Regions from separate parts of the Rattus norvegicus genome. Here region 2 is linked to region 1. Evidence: chromatin contacts called from public Hi-C data. All regions are on one chromosome and are shown on one strand. Each heading gives the region's core, a stretch centred on a gene start, on an enhancer-like site or on the middle of the called end of the contact. The rest is flanking DNA. Distances are from core to core; before and after follow the strand shown.

The links. A called contact is a pair of places that touch in the nucleus more often than the background predicts.
Region 2: a contact with region 1 is called in a Hi-C map of liver, with 2.2 times the contacts expected there. The contact joins two enhancer-like sites. A contact is called at or near these places in 4 of 12 Hi-C or Micro-C datasets (the A7r5 cell line, kidney, liver and 1 more) and 1 of 1 datasets of contacts at active chromatin or transcription factors (oligodendrocytes).

Annotation. Positions count from the first base shown.
Region 1 is chr6:103,893,707-103,899,446 of GRCr8, forward strand. The region is part of intron 7 of Rad51b (RAD51 paralog B); the gene reads left to right. Among named protein-coding and RNA genes, the nearest start is that of Rad51b, 67 kb to the left of the region's middle. Within about 2 kb of position 3,250, at least 12 of the 93 cell types and tissues checked have an H3K27ac peak or open chromatin away from gene starts, as enhancers often do. A contact at or near this core is called in liver, where this site is marked.
Region 2 is chr6:104,038,815-104,044,554 of GRCr8, forward strand. All of the region lies in intron 7 of Rad51b (RAD51 paralog B), which reads left to right. Among named protein-coding and RNA genes, the nearest start is that of Rad51b, 210 kb to the left of the region's middle. Within about 2 kb of position 3,282, at least 3 of the 93 cell types and tissues checked have an H3K27ac peak or open chromatin away from gene starts, as enhancers often do. A contact at or near this core is called in liver, where this site is marked.

The DNA of each region.
Region 1 (5,740 bases), core at 2,000-4,499:
TTTAGGTGCAAAAGAGTATTGAGACTGTCACTTAGGTTCATATTTTAATGGGCTTGGGTAGGTGGGAAAAGTGGAATGTGTCTTTGGCGTGGTGTGAGTGGTCATGTCTCCCACTAGTAACTGGGTTGCTGTGATGCGTGTGGAACTGCACACTGACATGGTGTGATCATGTCTACCCACTGGCCACTCTCTTGTTATATTTCAGGCAGCTTTTCCTGGTCCCCCTTGCCACACCTTTAGCCTGATGTCCAAACACAGTGGCAATCAGGATATGTTTAATGTTTATGTTATGTAAATAAGGATTGGATGTGGCGGGCTAGTTAGAGGCACAATGAGTGCTTCCTCCTTTTTTGCCCTAGCAGTTGACTGTTAACAGACCTTTGAAGAAGTTGTTCTTTTCCCTCAAGATCTTCCCCTCAACTTGGCCAGCGTGATGCTCAGTGTGGACTTGTGACTCTGGCTTTTCAGTTGTGCTATGTGAGAAGATACTGGCTTTGTGACTAGCCTGCGGTGTGCTGCAGTTCTTTAAAATGTACCTATTTTCAATCCTTCAGCTAGGTGTGGTGGTGTGACTACAGCTGCTCCAGGGCCTGAGGCAGGAAGGAGGATTGTGAATTTAAGACTGGCCTGGACTATATAATAAGAGCCTGCCTCAAAATCAAACATGATAGAAGAGAGGGATGGAGGATGGAAGGGAAAAAGAAGAGCGACAGATACCCTTTGATTGGAGTCTTGTGTCCTGCTTAAATTCTTCAGGCACTTTCTCCTGGACTCCTGTCCACACCCAGGAAGATATCTTAGCTTACCATTTTAGTCATGTGCTTTAAGCAGTGAAGGCATGAGTCAGGGAAGGTTACGATAATGATTTTTTGGGAGGGGGTTCCTGCAGCCTTATTTAGAGTCTGAAATGGCACTGTCAGTTTTGCTCCTTGGAGAAATTTGTAACTGAGAGAGTGTTGCATAAGGCTGACATAATTGAGGGTGTAGGGTTCCTTTAGAACACAGCCCCCAAGAGACTGTTCAGTAGAGAATGTAAAGATGCTAAGATGCTAGTGGAACTCTTTGCTGCCAAGTCACAGGGCTGTCCCTTCCAGTTTACCAGTTTGTGTATAGTCTGCTGTGTAGTGATGCTGTTCTTCAGTAACCCTACCCCCTTTTTATGGTCGTAATGTCCTGTTAGCACTTGTGGTTAAGAATAGCTCAAACTAAACTTTCATGTGTGAATGTGTGCTTGTCCGGACTAAAGGTCAGCGGTGTGTGACTAAGGAAATGGTCTGTGTTTTATCTGGTGTTATGAGGTGGTGAGATGGCTATTGTATTGATTGCAGGCTAGGGAGGTAATTGGTAAACATGGGCCTGGGGATAGGAAGAGGTGTCTTAGATAAGAAAAGCAGTGATCAAAGGATCTGTATTTGCTGTTGATCAGCTCTGACTGTGAAGCATCTGAGGCATTTGGGCTGTAAGTTGAGAGATTAGCTGAGAAACACTGACTTAGTACTCAGCCAGTTGCTATGAACTTAGAGCAAGTCAGCCACGTTCCTTGTCTTTAGGGACATAGACTTGCTGAGACTACAGAGGCAATTACTTAAAAACCATGCTGAGGTAAAGGCTTTCTCTTTTAGAATCCTGTTTCAGTATGAAGCACAGACAACAGAGAACACGGGAGAAATGGCAGCAAACTCATTTTAGGTACATGTCTGTACCCAACATGTGATATGCGTCACATTGCCCTGGGGAAGAAGCTGTAGAAATGGAGCAGACAATTGTGCGTCTGTAGTATAGAGGCTGTGTAGATCCCTTACCAGACACAAGATTCCTTAAAAGAAATCCCAATAGCTGTGGCCCAAATCAACTTTTTTAAAAGGCAAAAGTGAAATTTATGCACAAATTCAGAATACATTCCCCTGTGGGAAGATGGCTTCTGCTGCTGCTGTCGTGTCTTGTCTGCTAGGACTACTGTAGGGCAGCATCTATGCAGAGTAAGCAATAACATTCACTTCTGCATGTTCTAGTCACTGAGCGTAGGAGACCAGTGTCTGATGGGGTTGGCTGCTTGGTGAGGGTCCCCTCTTGGTGATCGTGCTCTGATGTGTCTGTTCCCAGCATGGCATTTCCACCTTTGAGACCTAATCTAGCTAGGGACCTTTCAAAACTTCATAGACAAATACCATCATCCCAGGGACTAGGGTTTCAACAGAGAATTTTGGGAGAGATGTAAAATTTTAGTCCACAGCAAATTACCAGATTAGAAATATTCTGCCCACCTCCATCTTCCTTTGTCATGGCTGAGAATTATACCTAGGGTCCTGGACATGTCAGGCAAGTATTCTGCCACTGAGTTACATTACTAGTTTTTCAGACAGGAAAAATGCAAATTAAAAAAAATAGTTGGCAGGTTCATAGGCATGCATTCCATAGCTATACCTTATAACCTACACAGTGTGTATATGTGTGTGTATGTGTGTGTGTTCTTTTGCATTTATCAAATGTTTTATTTTTTTGAAGCCATGATATTTTGCTAGTTGAATATATTCCAACTTGGATTTTTTCAGAGCTTTTGCTTTTGCTAAGTTGCAGGAGAGAATACTGAAGACTCTGGCTTAGCCAAACTATTGTCTCCTATCTTCCCACTTTTTATAGCCATTCACTTTTTTACTGTAAAAGTTACAGTCATGCTTGCCTAGCAAGCGTAAGGCCCTGGGTTCGGTCCCCAGCTCCGAAAAAAAAAGTTACAGTCAGTGAAGGAAACTTAATAAAAACTTAAGTATGGAAAGTAGAAAGAGATGGGTAGACTAACAAAAGGAGGGTTGTGCCTCCCACTGTAATCTCGGAAACGCAACAACATTGATGTGGAACTCACTCTCCCATGGTCTGTATCCTGTGCGTTTGCCCCCAAATTTCCATGTACCCCACTCAGACCCAGCTTCCAGGTCAAAAGCATTCTAGCTGGTCTGCCCCCAAGCCCAGACATTTAAGTATTCATTACCTCAGCGAGTGCATGTGTATCTGTACGTAATGATGTTTGTGCTTGTCTACTTAGGGCTTTTGAAATCTTTGCAGTTTTAGACTAACGGCAAACCCCCAGCCAAACAGAAAAGTATGATTTCCCCTTTTATCTGTGTCCCGTGTTATACAGATGTTCCCTGAAAATAGCAACAGTTTTCTGGGAAAGGTCCTGACAGAGTCTGTTCTCACCCTTTACCCTGGCTCTCCGATTCATGTTTCCTTCTTCCAGTGTGGTCATGTGCTTGCCCGAGCCTGGCTCATGAACCGTGTAGGATATTCGTGGGGTTTTGTTTTTTAAGCCATACACTGTGCACATGATGCAGTATTTAATTTGGAACGAGCTCCAAGTTTAGACACACGTGCTTCTTGTGGTGTTTATCTTGGAGTCCACAAGTAGGAGGAAAGTATTTTTGCATTTTATACATCTGGACACTGTTCATGGTCTTTCTGTGACTTGGGAATTGTGTGTGGGGCAAAATCCAAGGAACAGTATTAAAATAACATGGAGTCATAATGAGGTCCGAGTGCAGCCCCTTGATGAGTATTCTTCTGATCCCAGCAGAGTTTGACTTTGGATGTGGTGAACTTTTTCAGCTGTGTGGTTCACTGGTGGCCTGAGCAGATTGGTGGACTATAAATTACCTGACACCCTCCCGTTCACTTCATGTGCTGCTAGACATGAAGTCTAAAAGTCTTTGACAAATTTGGCTCTTTAAGGGGAATAATTTGACTTGATTTTGTGTGGGGCAAGATAGGCAAAGGGAGCACTGCTCAGTGCTGCTCTGCCTGCTAATCCACTGCACTTTATGAGATCTTTTAGTTTCTCGCCATTGTTCTTCTGCTCCTCCCTCAGTCCATGCATCCAGAACTATAATGATCCCTAGACCATCTCGGGCTGTGGGTGAGGGTTGAGGGCGATGTCAGTGATGGTGGTGTCCATTGTGTCTGCTAACCTTATGATCTCACACAAGAAGTTGTCATTTAAAACAGGGTGAATGTGATGTGGTACAGTGCCACCTTTTGGATGGGGGTCTGCTAGAATGGGGCAGGTGAGAGAGGCATTTAGAATGTTGCTGCTCTGAGGAAGATTGCATAAGGACAGTGTTGCTTCCTTGTCAGCCTGGTTTTCTTTAATTTTCACATTTCTCCTATAATGTAATGGCAGATATAAGCTGGGGAGGCAGGATAAAGCTTCAAGTGGACTTGCCCTTGAGTGAAAGAGGGCGGGCAAGTGTTGTTTTCTGTGCTGTCCATCATTTGGGTGTAAAACTGTTTGGATCTTTACTTTCTATAGAAGGGCTGTTTGCCTTTTTTCTTTCAATGCACTAAAGGGAAGAAAATCTAATAAAGTAACTGAATCTACTGGTTATCATTCCTGCAGAATTTTCAAGTGTGTTTAATAGTGGTCTCTCATATAACTATAAAGAAATAAATAATTGGAGAGGAAAGGTCAAAATTGTGTTGTAGTTTGAGAACCAGAAGAGTCTGGGGATGTTTGAGTGATTGGGTAAATTGCTCAGCTGGGAGCTGTTTCTTTTTGCTGCCTTTTGGGCCTTTCCTTTGGGACACTCCCCCCACCCCCTTACTTTTGTAATGCATTTTGCAACCTTCAGTTAGAAAATAGCCATCAGAATTTAACCGCTAGTAAATAAACACATTCTAGTTCTATGATGGGAATCACTAAGTAGCAGAGAACGGTCTGGCTTCATTTGAAGAGAAAGATTCATGGTAGTCATGGTAGTAACTCCGAGAGTTGACACCAGAATCATGTTTGTTTGGCGTGTTAATGAGTCTAAGAGGAAATGGTGAAATCTGCTGATGACACCAAATTGTTTTGCTTGATCCTAACATGAGGTTTCTGGGAAGCTGCTTTGTAGTATTAGAAATAGTGGAAGGATTGGGCAATTTGGGGCAGACATGCTGAACTCGAAGTGATGGTTTTTGTGGAGCAGCCAGGGTACACCAATGAAGTTGCAGAGCCTTGCCCTCTTGAGGGAACTGCTCTCTCCAGAATGTGAAGACTGGGACAAAGAACATTCTGGTTAGAAGCAACAGTGATGTAAAAATATGGCATTTGAGTGTCTTTTGGACACTCAGGTCAGTCGTAGTATATAGGAGTGGGTGTTATTTCCCTTCAAAACAACCATGGGATATTGTGTGCTTACTTTCTACACATGCTTGCTTTTTTGATGGGCAGGTCTAGCCCTTCCTATAACCTTTTAAGTATTTCCTGTGGTTTGTAGATTATTCTTCATTTTTAAATAGCCGGCTGTCTTTTAGAATCTCAGTGACAGACTTAAAATGTAAACGAGATATAAAGTAGTACAGGGAATCGATTGCCTCCAGGACTAATTCTCAAGGAAATGCCATGAGATATTGCAAGGATGTTTGTACAGCAGTAGTAGAATAAGTTCTTCACTGATACAGCTCACAAATGTGACTCATTGGGCTGTGTACATTACAAAGGCCTGTTAACACACCCACCCTGTGATAGGCTATTGATTCATGGGACTGAAACCAGTGCATTGTACGAGCCAAGAACACATTACCACTGAGCCTTAACCCTGGCTCCACACGTCACACCTCTTTCACACTCCCCTTCTCCCTTTTCAAGCATTATTAGAAGAATCGGGACATTGTATACTACTTAGAGGGTCTCAGTACACTGGTGCCTAGAAACGAAAAAGGTTCTGGGAGTTGAAAACATAAGACAGCACTGTCACAGGCACTGTGG
Region 2 (5,740 bases), core at 2,032-4,531, 150 kb after region 1:
TAGACAGGCTTGATGACTCATCTGTAGTCCTAATGCAGGGATGGCTGAGGCAGGAGGGCCCAGGAGTTCAAGATAAGCCTGGCTAACACAACCAACCCTTGTCTCAGCCAGGCAAAGCAAAGCAACAGCGAACCCCTCTACTTGTACAGAAGCCCATCCTCAAAGTCATTTAAAAGGTGTAAGAAATAAAATAGACCCCAGGGTCTCTTGTGATCATATGAAAATAGAATTTGAAAAGCAGTTGTAAACTACCAATGGAATCACAGCAGCATAATAACTCATAATAATTCAGGCGTTTTCCCAGGGAGTTCGTGAAGCTAGCTCTGACTGTGACACAATAATTGTAAATAGATGATGGCTGCATTATATACATCTGTGTTTTGTAGTCATATAGTTTCTTTATGATAATGTCGCTCCCTATAGTAACAACAAAAATATGTTTATCAGACTATACATATTCATATTCATCCATAGTCTTTTCCTTGTTTATCAAGCCTTATTTCCTAATATGTTTACTGCCTTTTTTTCTGTTGTCATTTATTGTCTTTTTCTGGTTAATCACTTTGCTCATTTTTGTGGAGGGAAAAAGAATCTCTCTGTAATTGCAAATGTCTTGCCCTCCTTATGGACTAATCTGATTTGCATTATTGTGAGTCACAGTCAGAAGAGTTCTAGGCAAATGAAAATGGGTTTTACGTTGCGACACCTCCGTCACTCTAAGATCGCTGAGCTGAAGAAGAGGTTGTGCAGTGTGTCCTGTGACAACCGAGGTGCTCCTTACTCCCCGAAGCCTAACCTCCAGCATCTGCTCCCTCCCCAGGAGCGAGCAGCCTGTTTTCCAATCAAGACTTGCTCTGCAACTCGACCTTTTTTGGAAATTAGGTACACTTTCCAGCATATATGCTTAGAGGCCCTTGGGTATTTGAACCATTTCCTAGTCTACTTTCCCAGACATAAAAGATACCATGTGTGAAGTATGTGGAATGAAAATGTCAAGGTGTTTGGGTGGGTTCTTTCTACAGAAAATACATTTGCTTATTGCAGTTTCTCTGTGAAGACTTTAAAGTGATGCAAGGACAGCTTACAATCACCTCTTTAGAGCTGAAATGATTTATGTCTGCTGTATAAATAAAACCTTCCAGAATATGAACCGATGAGGCACCTCAACTCCCACCTCTTTTATGAAGCCTTCCTCAGTACCCTTGTTAAAAAGAAGAGTAGTCCTCCTCTGCTCCCCTTCTCCGAAGCACGTTGACCTTTTGCGAGAGTGGTAACCTCATATCCCAGTCAGCCTTGAATTGAAGTTCTTTCATCTCCTCCTCGTCCACTTTTGAAATTAGAGTAGGACTTTTGTTAGACTCGTGGGGTTTCCCCCCTCCAACTACATGTCCAAACTCTTGCACTAGCTCACACCCACTCTACCTGGGTTCCCCTCTGCTTGCTGTTCCCTCATTGCTGTGATTATATGATCTCTAAAGCAATTGCCCTTCACATACTGTGGAACGATTCGTTTGTGTAGCTGTCTCTTCTATTACACTCTAAATTCCTCGGGGAAAGAGCCGTGCTTTTTTCTCCTGTGTTTCCCCAGGGCCAGGCGTAGTGCTGGAACACAGAATACTCATTACATCTCTATTGAGTGAATGCTGGACTTTTGTTCAGTGGACTTGACCTTGAGTATATGAATTTGGAAGGGTAGAAGCCCATTTTCCACAGTTAACTGGACTGCAAAACAGTTTCAGGAAACCGTTGCGTCTTACGGTACATATCCATGCACATCTCTGGAGAACTGTAAATATCGATGAAGTCTTCCACTTCATTATATTCATATTTCATGGCAGGAAGTTTATGTTTGTTTCCTTTTACTTTAAAACCCAAAGTTGGTTGTATGCCATTTCTCGTAGGTTAAAAGTTGATACAATTTTTTTTAAAAAAAATTTTGAATTCCCATTATATCAAATGATAGAATTGCCTATTTAGCAGTGTGTTCAGCCATCTCCCATCTAAGAAATGTAAGCCGCTTGTGTCCTGGCATCACAGCTAATGCCCAAGTTCCCACCGTAGTGCCTGGAGAGTATGAGAGGAGGTCAATAAGTATCCACTGGATAGAATGTTAAGTTGAATCTGTGAACAGTTAGAAAACTCCATAGAACTTCTTAAGAGTGGAAGTCCTTGTCACTGGTTGGGAAGGGTCGGTGGGGTCTAAATGATTTCAAACGGCTGGAACTGCTTGGATATGATATTGCAGACCTAGAATGTGAGTCCGGCATTAGTTGTTCCCAGGTTCCCCCACAAACTGACACTGCTTCCTTCCTTTAGGAACTTAATATTATTTTTTTTTGTATTGCTTAAACATTTCCCTAGAGAAACAGACCTTCAGAAAAGGTAACATAAGGAAACGCTCAATGGAGCCCCAAAGCTCCTCAGCCATTGTATCTTCTGTAAGTCACATCATATTGGACAGCTGTGCAGGAGTCACTGTGAAGGGCTTAGAGATGTTGTTCTTCGTCTCTGTTCTTTAAGGAAACAACTTTGTAAAAATATATTATTGTCAAGCAAGAAATTCTCTTATTCTCAGCAACATGAAGAATTTTAAACTCCAGATACTTTTAGTAACTCTGTTTTAAAATGTAGCAAGTAGTTTGTCATTGAAATATTTTTTTTACACCAAATATAACTGCCTAGTTATGAGGTCTTCTCTTGGATGAGGTGAAGCAAGCCACTCATAGAACTGCCTGCTATTTCCAACCTTTCTCTCATGGTCTCAAGGCACTGGTCTGCTTTGGGGGAAAACTACAGAAAGATCTCTTCGCAGTGGATCTTACAGACCACTTTTTTGGGATTTTCATTCCACCAGTGAGCAAACTGAAGTCCTGAAGTAACTGACTTGTGTCAGACCATACAACCCACCTTGGGTCTCTTGAGAGCTCATTCGATCCTGGCTTTTCTGGCATGACTCATCGGATTTTCTTTGAGTAGTGAGGATAGATGTTCACTTCCAGGCAAACACTAGCTCTTGAAACTGCCAAAATTCTGTGGGTTAAGACTTCAGAGGGATAATACATAGCTAAAAACTATGTAAATATATCATATTATTCTTTAGGGAGGGAGCCACATACTAGGGAAACTTACACACCACAGGTAAACAAGATAGGAGCTTCTCACTAGTGAGGGGAATGATGGTGTACTTAGTTTACTCAGAAGTCAGTAGTGTTATGCCACAGGGTATTTTCAACAGTTGTCTTGAAGAGCATGATCCCAAAGGGCAGATTTGACTGGAAAGTAAACAGCAAGATAAACATTCCCATGGAGACGGAGTGTCAGCCAGAAAAGATTGTACTCAGTTCCAGCTGTATAATCTGAGTGTCCCCTCAGCATGTGAGCTTTAGTGACTTTTATCTAGTGTGCCTTAGAGTCAGTGAGAGGGATTACAACGTACAGACCTGTAGGCCCTGCTGCCAGAGGGCCTGTACTTGCAGAGGGCCTGAGTTTGGTTTCCAGCTCCCATAGTGGGTGGCTCACAACCCCCTGCAACTGCAGGGCATCCTCAGGCATCCACATGTACATGCACATACCCCCACATAGATATTCATGCATACCCATAATTCGAAAATAAAAATAAATCTTCAAATTTCCTATATGGCATGGAGTCTAGTTGGTGACGTATTTATTACTTGAGGGACTAGAAGAATGGCTTTAAAAAAATAAACACTGGACATTTTGTTTGAATTAGTATTAACTTATCTATTTTAATTTTATTCATGCATTTAATTCAAGAAAATCTATACAATAGAAAGTTGAAGAACAGGTAGGGGAATAATGCAGCCAGCTTGGTTGATAGGTGTGGTTCGTTTCCGTTGCAGTGTGTTCACAAACTGAGCAGCTGAAACCAACATTCATTAACAGCTCACAGTTCTGTGGGTCAGGAGTCAGGGGCAGTGCTGGCTAAGTTCTCTGTGTAGACTGAAATCAAGGTGTTGGCCTCTCACTGAATCACTCATCCAAGTGTGCTCCTGTGGTCATTCCTCGTCTTTACTTCTTTCCTCTGCTCCTGGAGTGTGTTTACTTAAAGATCCATGGAGGATGCCTCTCAGGGGAGTATGTATGCTACTCTGAGTGACTCAAGAGTTCCTGGCTATATAGCAGTTGAGCTTCTCCTGGGACGTTAATGAATTGGCATTAGTATGATATTCATCTGCTGTTAAAAATGTATTTCATAACATAAAAGAGAAGTGGGCCTCCGCTTGCTGTGTTGACAAGATTGACTAAGTTTCCATCCTGGATAAAAATAGACTCACTAAAATGAAGCACAGTATCGGGACCAGTTCAGACAGCCTATCTACCTGCTCAGGGATCAGTTTTTTATGGCTCTACCATCATTCTTGTTCTCCAAATACACCAGATTAAAACCAAGATCTAAAATAAAATGGGAGATTTCTCAGAAATTCAAACCAAGTGTCCTGTAACTTTTTCTAAAGTTAGTCTCTGGAAACCTTCTCTGAGTGATATGTGATTCTTTGGTGTTGAGATCTCTAAGCAATATAAAAATTTGTACAGAAATAAGATCTTGGGCTGCTCAGGGGTAAACGGTGGTCTAGTAAATGATCTACCATTTTTAAATGCCTTGTCTGAATTGTAGCAAATAATTATTAATAAATCTTGACATGAGGTTTTTATCCACCTTAGACATTTATGTTTTTGGATGAAAGACACAGAGACTTTATATTTTAATATATGCCATAGGCAGTACAATAGCCAGGCAGCTGCCTACCCTCCATGTTGTTGGAATCTATTTTTTTTAACTGATAACAACGAGTTATTATTTACTGTGTTTTATTTGGGCTGTTCTTTGCTCCAATTGGCTAGCCACTCAGGCCATATTTCTTTTGTTTCTACCCCATGTCAGCTCTCTCTCTCCCTCCTCCATGTTCTTCTCCCATGGCCTCTTGTTTCCTTCTTTATTTTTCCTTCCTTGTAGGTTTCTCTCTCTAAGCCTCAACCCCACCTATGTCTCTTCTCCCCAGATATTGGCTCTCAGCATCTTTATTCACCAATCAGATTTAAACTGGGGCAGGGTTCCAGGTTTTGCAGGTTTGCACTTAACATTACAATGGGCAGTAAAAGTCAAAACCTCAACCCTGAGTGTCTCTTTTATTTGCTATATCATTTCTTTAGCCATTGGAATTTTCTAGTTTTTCTTATTTGAATATTAACGGATCGAGGTTGAGGATTATTTTACATAAGTTTACTTAGTTGATTCTTATATGTAGTATAGACATCTGTACTCCATTTAAGAATGTAGAATTGTTAAATTCCTTTAGACAAGACTGCTAAATAGGACTAGTTTCTCACACTGTCAGAGAATAAAACTTTGTCAACATAAGACTTATGGGAAGAATTGTTACCTAACTTTCAGGCTATATAATGTAAAGCTGCCAAGATTCGGTTTTAAGAAAAGCTAGTGTGAAAAGGACTAATATATTTAGCTGGCTATAAACTAAAAATTTGTCATTAATGACATATGCTAGTAACCTGGACTTTGGAGCTGATTAATAGAAGTGCATGTCTAGATCAAAGATGAACTTTAGTCTTTCTATTTCTGAGGAGGTTGAACCTTTGTTTTAAAAATTCTGTGTATCTTGGATGATTTTGAAAAAATCAGTATATTTAAAAAATCAATGACATTAACAGGTTAGAAATCAAGTCACATGAAATTGATTTCAGCAAAGAGTTCTTAGCCTGA